Regions from separate parts of the Mus musculus genome. Here all the other regions are linked to region 2. A link is a contact called in public HiChIP or PLAC-seq data. All regions are on one chromosome and are shown on one strand. The core of a region is the stretch at or near the end of the contact, and the rest is flanking DNA. Distances in the headings are between cores, read along the strand shown. Region 1 overlaps Vps13d (vacuolar protein sorting 13D). Region 2 overlaps Vps13d (vacuolar protein sorting 13D). Region 3 overlaps Vps13d (vacuolar protein sorting 13D).

Region 1 (2,793 bases), core at 289-2,788, 100 kb after region 2:
GAAGTAGAAGGGTGCATTGTTTGAGTTGCAGCTGCAGTCAGTGCTCAAGGGTGAGTCTTTAGTCACCTAAAGGGAAGCAGAAGCAGAGCCACCATGGAAAGTACTAGAGGCCAGCATGGTGCCCACCTTTGTTCCCATTTGGCTTTCTTCAACCACTCTACCCAACTGGGAGGTCAAACGTTAGTTGCTAAGTGTGTGCTCACACACCAAGGCCATCCAGGTTTTCTTCATGCTGCTTGTGATTAAGAAGTGTGAAGCATTGGTGGGTTCTCTTGACATAAATGGAAAAAAGTCCCATTTCCCACTGTGTTCTGTTTAGTAAAACCATGTCACAGCATTGTAGCCCCCTGAGAAACGGATGAGAAGGGAGAAAGTTATAGAGAAGGGTGTGCATGGGAGCCAGGGGCTTCCTGGGTTTCACTTTGGTGTTTCCCCTTTTTAGAAGGAGTAAGCAAATTGGAGGTGGAGGGTGGGCCTCACCTTATACTACAATCAAACCTTGTAGTTTGGGGTGTTTTGTTTGTTTGTTTTGTATTGTATTGTTTTTAAACAAGTCTAGCCAATTTCCACAATTGTGTCATACACGTAGCTGAGATCCAGGGTGACCCAATGGGTGTGTTTTGGTATTTATAACTCTAATCCTTCCAAGACACAAACATAGGGGATCTGTTCTCCAAGGCCCACCCCCAATCCGTGTGTGTGTGTGTGTGTGTGTGTGTGTGTGTGTGTGTGTGTGTGTGTTTATGTATGTGTTTGTGTGTGTCTCTCTCTGAGTTTGTGCATGCACCAAGGTACATAAGCACTGATAGGCAAGGGCAATCTTAAAGGAGCACTTTAGATACATAAATGTTTTCAGGGAGTTACCTTCTTGACCTCCTAGTTTGCCATCTTTCTTGGAGTAGACTGGACTGCACTTTTTGTGGGTTGGGTCTTTGGTTGGGATTTGTTGCTCCCTAAGGAGGGCATGATGTTGTCAGTGCCCTTGTTGGAGACTCACAGCTGAGGGGGAGGACTTAGTTCCTCATGGTCTTCCTCAACAACCTGGGCCCCCATACCCACCCAAGTCTGACCTCTGGCCTTACTTTCAGTAACCCACTACCTGAGATGTTGGTCTCTCATAGAGCAGGCTTCAGAAGCATGGCTTATGTGTGTCCCCTGCCACGTGCTGGGACAGTCCCTAACCATTAGAAGGAACTAGTGTTGCTAAGGGAAGTCTATGCTGCCTTGAACCCCTTAAACTGGGTTTCTCAGTCTGCAGCTGGTGCTTCAGGAGGACCCAGGGAGAATCAGACACCCTCTCCCAGCTCCTTTCTAATTTAATCAGCTCTTTAAATAACTGTCCATCTTCTGCAATGACACAGCCCCTTCCTATGATATTTGGCCTTAGAAGGAGCAGGTATTAAAATGGGTTTTGGAGACCAGATGGGGTAAGACTTCGGGGTGAAGGGAGATCAACTTTGAGTTCTCAGTTATCCCAGCCAAAAAGCCCGCATGCCAGGCCTGGGAAATACTCCAGATGCCTTCACCATTGCTTCCTGGCTTGCCAGGACAAAGTCCAACGATCCAGAAGAAACAGGCCTCGCCAGTGCTCCTGTTTCCGCTTAAGTTGGTATTCACCATGTGTCAGAGACTCTGCTGGGGCAATTTCATACTGCCTCAAATACAGCTCTTCTGGAAGAAGTTAGCAGATGAAGGGAAGCTGGCTGGAGAGACATTTGAAGCCACTCTGGTTCTTAGATCACATTGGAAAACCAGAAGGAGAGCATCCTTTTCCAGACCCCCATGGAGGAGGCGTAGAGGCAGCCTCTGTGTCAGCCCCCAACTGTTCGGTGGGGCGCACATCCCACCTCAGTGTTCTAAAGGATCCAGGGCCACTTTGTCTTCAAGTGTCATTTGTGCCTCAAAAAATAAAAGATATAAAAAGCATCATAGCTTCTCAGTGAGCAGAAAATAAAATATCCAGTTCTTCACTATGTATACACAGACTGTGCAAACTCCATACCCCAGAGTTCACACGTTCTATAAAATAAAATACCTTGTTGATTTCCTACAGGTTTGGTTTCTTTCTCCTGATCTTCCTGCTCCTCCTCCTCCTCCTCCTCTTTCTCCTCTCCTCCCCTTCTTCCTCCTTTGTGTTGCTAGAGCTCTAGAATCCTCACCAGTGACAAGACATCACACATAGTACAGCCTTGGCAGTCAGGGGCTGCCAAGTGGCAGTCACCACTGGAGACTGGACATACCTGGAATGAGCAGACAGAAGAGGCTTTGCCCTCCAGTGTCTGTGTGCTAGATGCTGTTCACTACCACCACCCCAGGGCTGTTGGGCTGAGCCGGCAGGGTAGAGGTCATCACTTAGTGTTCAGACAAATGAAAAGGAGGCAGAGCAGGCCCATTTAGAGACAAGTGATCCATGAGGGTGTGGATCCGTGTAGGTTTCAGAGTTATACTAGCAAATGCTTCTAATAAACCAGGAGGACCACATTCACACCTCAGAATCAGGAGCAGTGGAGCAGTTGTGGTGGGGGTTGGGGCTGAAAGCTGGGTAAGAGGGAAAAGGTTCAGGGGTAAATGGAGTGAAACCAGAGATACCACATACTCACCTCTAGAGTATTTGGCCATGGTAGAAGGTAGTTAATACCTGGTACCTCAAGCGGGAAAGGTGGCTAGGGGCAGGGAATCACACCTATATATTCCCAGCTACCCACACTGGGTTCTGAGGGTCCCTGGAGCCCAGGCATTTCTAGGCCAGCAACATAGCAAGGGAAAAAAAAAAACATAGGGTAAGTTAAGGGT
Region 2 (2,922 bases), core at 154-2,653:
TCAGATTTCCTGGACCTGTCTCCTTTTAATTCAACCTTTGGCCTTTGTTCTGCAGGGACACCCTGGGAAAATGTTTCTTCCTACGAGTGGAGATTACTCTCCGAGGAGCTACTTACAGGATCTCCTTCAGTGACACAGATCAGTTACCACCACCTTTCAGAATTGACAACTTTTCCAAGGTACCAGTGCTGCTGAGGGTTGGCTGCTCACGTGGTACAGGGTGGAAGATATTGGCACAGTGCATGCAACACTTACTAAAGCTCTGTGGCCCTGAAACCCCCACCCTTAAGAGATGGTTTCAGCTGCTGCTGTTATTATTTCCAGATTTGCTTACTCATTTTATGTGTCTGAGCATTTTGTCTGCATGTATATGTGTATGCACCAAATGTGCCTGGTGACTTCATAGATCAGAAGAAGGTGTTAGATCCCCTGGAACTAGAGTTATGGGTGGTTGTGAGTCACCATGTGGGTGCTGGGAATCGGACCCAGGTCTTCTACAAGAACTAGTACTTTTAACCACTAAGCTACCTCTCCAGCCACTTCAGTTAATTATTTTAATAGTTGACCTCCCTCATCCAGATTAAAGTAAACTTTCTGCCACCCAAAGAATTTGGTTGACACGCTATATAGGCAGAGGAAGGAATCAGATTGCCCAGTAACAGTTGAGTGTACTACTGTTGATCAATTACAGTGAGCATTTCTATAGTCCTAAATGTTAAGTGGAAATCATAAAGGTTCTGTTTCTTATTTTAGTCTGTGTTTGAGTGTGTGAGTGCCACAGTGGACACTGCCCTGAATGAAGCCCTCTGCCCTCTAGGTTCCTGTTGTCTTCACTCAGCATGGTGTAGCTGAACCCAGGCTTCGGACTGAAGTGAAGCCCATGATGTCACTGGATTATGCCTGGGATGAGCCCACCCTCCCACCCTTCATCACACTGACCGTTAAGGGCGCAGGCTCATCGGAGATTAACTGCAACATGAATGACTTCCAGAATAACCGACAGTTGTACTATGAAAATTTCATTTACATTGCTGCCACCTACACGTTCTCCGGGTAATTCTGGACATGACTGTTGATGCAAAGCAGAATATTCTAACTATTCACTGGTTTTATATTTTAGGCAGTTTCCGAAGAGACAGGTGGCAGCCGATCCCTTCTTTCTTTACCATCTCTCAGGCTCAGGGTCTACCTTGAGAGACTTGTCCACATCCTCATTTGTAGCTTGATCTCTCCAGTGTCTCAACTCTTTTTTTCTTTAAGGATCCCCCTTCCACCCTTCCTTTTCCGCTCCCCCACCCCCACCTGCAAGCATGGAGCCTAGCATTAAGCAACACTGACCAGCCTTTTCCTGGATGTTGAATTCCTGCAGTGTTTATCTTGACATTGGGCTGGGGATGTTTGTTTTGGGGTTGTTCCTATGGCACTGACCAATGTGACCTGCTTAAAGGTTAGTGCCCGAGAAACCAGTTCTGTCTAGTTCCAAGTCCCACAAGCTCCTTGTTTTCTCTGAGTTCCAGCAGCCACTGAGCTCTTTTTAAGGGGAGTGTCCTGATGGAGAACTCAAGCTTAGAGGTTTAGGCTGGAACAGGGAGGGAGAGGAGCTCTTGGGAACTCTGGCGCAGTGGGACAGTACCTGGACCCCATGGGTGGGTGGTTGCTAGGAGTTGGAACTAGTTTTTAATGTATGCCTCACAGGGTTGGTGTGCATTCTTGGAAGAATTAATAACGGAGAAGAAAAAAAATAGGGCTTTTTATTTTTATTTCATTGAGGGTCAGATTCACATAACAGAAAACCATTTCAAACTGAACAGTTAGTGGTATTTACTATATTTATCACTTTACCAGCTTCACCAAAACATTTTGTTTTCCCTGAAAGAACCTCCACTGGCACTTGTTCCTCATCTCCTTACTCCCAGACCTCAGCAACCACTGACCCACTTCACTTCCTGTCCCTGTGGGCTTTGCTAGCTGGGTAGCCCTTGCAGTTAGGATCACCTCCGTGACCGCCGGTGTCTGGCACCTATTACTGAGTTACTGAGTGTAATGTTTTGGGTTCAGCCACATTATGCCTTGTGACTCTGCTTTTTTGATGTGCATTCGGTCTGTGTAGGCCTGAGAAATGCTCTGGGCTATGTCCTTGCCCGTATGTTGGTAGGCGTCGAAGCTGTTTGTACAGCTTTTTGCAGGTTTTGTTCTCTAATGCTATGGGTTGTCTTTTTATTTTTTTGATGGTATCATTGAAAGAACAAAATTTTTCCATTTCAATGAAATCTAACTTGTTGAATTTTGTTATGCTTTTGATGACCAGATGACTAATTTTTAACTGAACTCATCAGTACTTTTTACAATAGTAATGACTGATGCAAACAGGCAGGTGATCTAAATTAAGCACTGTGCACATACTTCAGGGCAGGCTTTATCCATAAGCTGAAGTTCTTGGGTTTGGAGCCCAGTTCCCATATGGAAAGCCAAGTGCAGTGGCAAGTGCTTATAACACCAGCGCTGTGGGCACAGATGGGCAGATCCTGAGCCTTTCTGGCCAGCTAAGCTAACTGACACAGTCCCAGGTCCAACAAGACCCTGTTTCAAATAATAAGATATAGAGTAATTGAGGCAGATATCCAATGTGGATCTCTGGCCTTACTGAATAATGTATATACACAGGTGAGTTTACCCAGCCATATGTATATAGTCCCCAACAGCCTACACAAATGATGATGATAATGATGATGAAGAAGGAGGAGGAGGAGGGGGAGGAGAAGGAGAAAAGAAGAAGGAGGAAGAGGAGGAGGAGCAGGAGGAGGAGCAGGAGGAGGAGGAGGAGGAAGAGGAGCAGGAGGAGGAACAGGAGGAGGAGGAGGAGGAGCAGGAGGAGGAGGAGGAGGAGGAGGAGGAGAACAAGAAAAAAGATGCCTCAAGCAG
Region 3 (3,100 bases), core at 266-2,765, 76 kb after region 2:
AGGAATGCAGCTTCAGGGTTCTGCTCCATAAATTTAACCAGCACGACGAAAAGGAGATAATATGAGCCTTCGTGATGATCTGAAAGGGGGAGGCTCTGTGTCCCATTGATTGCGGTCTGGCCCGTTGCCAGGCCCAAGCCTGACCGACAGTTGAACCATATCGTTAAGGCGTGTAATACAGCTCGAGTCTTGTACTGCCGCCAATGAGTACATATCCACAGGGCAAAAGTTTATAAAGAGTTGAGGCTGTCCTGCTTAACCCTCTCACACGGCATGTAATAGACCCAGCTGCCATTCAGAACCTGCCCATCCAAGGTCACACAGGGAAGCTTGCATGCTTCCTTTCTTCAAACAGTATTTCAGGTCTGGGGAGAGGGAAGGAAAGCCACGTTGAGGGGGTCACAGTGCTGGAATGTTCCCCTTCAGAACAGCTAGGCAGTCTGCCTCCATCCCTCCCCCGTCCCCCAGCCCAGAAATGGGACACCACGGTGCTTTCTTCAGAGCGGCTCTCTGTTTGCAGTATAATGTTGCTGAAGGAAACGGGGCTGACACAACAGGAAACCTAGCCGTCTCCTAGGAGGCTGTGTTGGTGGCAGAGTGGTTGATGCCTGGATGCTGTATCTTTGCATAGCATTGTGGAGGCTCTAGATGGGCCTTGCTCTCTGGCTCTCATGGGGCCAAGCCCCATGCTGATCAGAGCAGGTGCAAGGCTGCCTTATGGAAAGGCCTGGTGTTCCAGGTGGCCTCAAAGGAGCTCTAGTCCCTCACTAAGGAGGGCATGGGCAAGTAGATATCTCAGCAAGGGCAGGCAGCCTGAGTTCTCAGAAGGAACCGTGACATGAGCAGATGTGCAGACAGACATGGGTTTAATTAATATAGCTACCTGCATTCAGAGGGCCTAGGAGGGAAAGTGGATTGGGGTAGTTTCATCTTGTTTGTCAGCCCATCCCTCCTCATTGGGGTCCTTGGCCATGCTTTGTGTCTGTCATTTCCAGAGCAGAGGGACCCTGGCTCATGTCCAGAGACCAGGTCACCATACTTTGTACCCAGGAACTGTGGCACTCCCTTCTATACCCAGAATCTGCCTTTCCAGAAAGCAGCAGTGCCACTCCCTGGCTATATCCTTAATTCTGATCTACTTTCCAGAAGTCCCTCTTTATCTGCTCATCACCTGGGAGCAAGAACCAGCTGCTACACAGCTGGCACAGGAAGTCTCTGTGTAGGTAGGGTGCCTGCTGCATCAGATGTGCTCAGCATGCTGTGGCCCCCTTGGCAGGCCAGAGGGGATTTCTGTTTATTTTGGTGCTGTGGGCCTGAGTAAAAGACTCTAGAGGTAAGGGAAGAGATACGGTGCCCAGCCAACCTAAGACCTCTCTCTGGGTCCTTTGTTAGTCATGTTTCCACTGTCAAGGTGCTCTGAAGGCCCCAAGAGACTCTGATGGTGACTCCAGCATGGAGGGAGTTGTCATCTGGACTCCATTACACGATTGCTAAACCCAAACTGCATGTGTCTCTTCACCCTCCATATGAGGCCAAATTGTATGAAGAAATTTTGCTGCTCTTTGGATTTCTTTGGTTCTGTTTAATAATTAATCATTGAATATGCCAGATGTTAACTAGCATTCATAGAGATTCTTATCTGCAAAAATCTACATCCAGAACACCAGGAAGTCCTCAATGATTTTTGTACCACATAGAAGGAAGTTTGGTCCCACTCCCTGGTCTGAGCAATCCTTTGGAAAGGGAGCCTCGAAGAACTACAACCAAAGAGTCACTTCTGGCCTCTCCCATGACTCACCGTTTGTCAGCATCAGAGCTGCTCTGGGCTTGCTTATGCCCCTCCCTCCCCAAGGAACTTGATCATTAGTTAGCCAGAGTTTGCCCTCACTGTCTGCTGTCTGTGCCTGGGTCCAGAAGAAAAAAGAAACCCTCAGTTTTAGGGAGAGAGGACAGAGCTTTTGTGTCCCTTCTTGGTATCAGAGGAGGTTTGGCTATACCTGCCTCTCTCTGAGCTACAGGAAAGCTTGAGCAGGAGGGCATTGTCTATTGCTTCCTTTTTGTCTTGCTCACAAGCCTGTGTACCCATGCACAGGGAAACAATTAGAAAGCCACATGCTGGGTGTGAGCAGTGGTTGGCACCAGGTCTGGGAGATTTCGCTTATTGCCCCATCTGTCTGGCAGTATCTAGCATCTTACCCCCATCTCTCTGGCTCATGGCATGTCTCTAACACAATTTGTATGTGTCCTTTTTTTCCAGGCCTATACAGACAGCCCCCACCCCTTCCTCAGGCCAACAATACAAATGAATTCATTCTTACTGGCTCTTGTCTCCTAAGAGGATAGGTGCTAGGAAGTCAACTCTGACCCAGGGTACATCTGATCTGAATGAAATCTCAAAATACACCTGAGAGGACCTGAGCCCTTATCTTTCATTTTGATCTCTTTCCACCTGGACTATTAATTCTGTTTTCAAAGGAGGTCGGGGAGTGAAGAGCATTTCAAAGTGAGGTTGATTCGGTTTCTGAACCAGCTTGTCTTCTGGCTTGTGTTTGGCCCTGATGAGAATCAGAAGGGACAGCCATAAGCCCCTTCAGTCTTGTGTATCTGCAGCTGGAGAGCCTCAAAACCAGTTCCAGATGTCACTATTCCCTTTGCTGGTGCGTTGGGACTGGGGCATGCTGGGAGACTAGCTGCATGTGCTCTTTCCCATTCTTAACGTGTAGATTCACAATGCATGCCTTACCTGGAGGACCCTTTAACAACTGTACCATGCATACCCAGGTCCCTGTTGGGCCTGCTAACACCTCCAGCTCTTCTGTCAGAGCATATTATTCTGAGCCTGCTGACTCACAGAAGAAGGAACACTCTTTCCTGCTATTCAGGGTCAGAAAATGAGACAGTGTGGTAAAAATAAGCTAGTTCTTAGGCCGGGGAGAAGTCCTATAGACAACTGCAGTTTGGCAAAGTCACATACATGGCCCTCCTTGCTGTATCCATGGGAACACTGGGCCTGGCCAGGCTGTGGGAGGAGACAGAGGTAGTGGTTGCTCCCCTCTGATTGACCCTTTTGCAAGAAAAAAAAGCCATTCAGCAGCTCCTT

The links. HiChIP or PLAC-seq counts read pairs in DNA pulled down with a chosen protein or histone mark.
Region 1: an H3K27ac HiChIP or PLAC-seq map of hepatocytes shows a contact between it and region 2, with 3 times the contacts expected there. The contact joins two enhancer-like sites. A contact is called at or near these places in 1 of 39 promoter capture datasets (embryonic stem cells), 4 of 484 Hi-C or Micro-C datasets (all in liver), 4 of 115 datasets of contacts at active chromatin or transcription factors (bone marrow-derived dendritic cells, double positive thymocytes, embryonic stem cells and 1 more) and 4 of 9 other capture datasets (adipose tissue, embryonic stem cells, liver and 1 more).
Region 3: a contact with region 2 is called in an HNF4G HiChIP or PLAC-seq map of pancreatic cancer cells. The contact joins two enhancer-like sites. A contact is called at or near these places in 4 of 115 datasets of contacts at active chromatin or transcription factors (bone marrow-derived dendritic cells, differentiating embryonic stem cells, embryonic stem cells and 1 more) and 4 of 9 other capture datasets (adipose tissue, embryonic stem cells, liver and 1 more).

What each region holds. Positions count from the first base shown.
Region 1 is chr4:144,971,881-144,974,673 of GRCm38.p6, reverse strand. Vps13d (vacuolar protein sorting 13D) reads left to right here. Exons shown (of 70, transcript NM_001276465.1): 70 at 1-2,052. Among named protein-coding and RNA genes, the nearest start is that of Gm36317, 9.9 kb to the right of the region's middle. Within about 2 kb of position 1,538, at least 34 of the 459 cell types and tissues checked have an H3K27ac peak or open chromatin away from gene starts, as enhancers often do. A contact at or near this core is called in hepatocytes, where this site is marked.
Region 2 is chr4:145,072,967-145,075,888 of GRCm38.p6, reverse strand. It overlaps Vps13d (vacuolar protein sorting 13D), which reads left to right. Exons shown (of 70, transcript NM_001276465.1): 53 at 56-179; 54 at 818-1,053. Among named protein-coding and RNA genes, the nearest start is that of Gm36317, 110 kb to the right of the region's middle. Within about 2 kb of position 1,403, at least 17 of the 459 cell types and tissues checked have an H3K27ac peak or open chromatin away from gene starts, as enhancers often do. A contact at or near this core is called in hepatocytes and pancreatic cancer cells, where this site is marked.
Region 3 is chr4:144,997,121-145,000,220 of GRCm38.p6, reverse strand. All of the region lies in intron 67 of Vps13d (vacuolar protein sorting 13D), which reads left to right. Among named protein-coding and RNA genes, the nearest start is that of Gm36317, 35 kb to the right of the region's middle. Within about 2 kb of position 1,515, at least 172 of the 459 cell types and tissues checked have an H3K27ac peak or open chromatin away from gene starts, as enhancers often do. A contact at or near this core is called in pancreatic cancer cells, where this site is marked.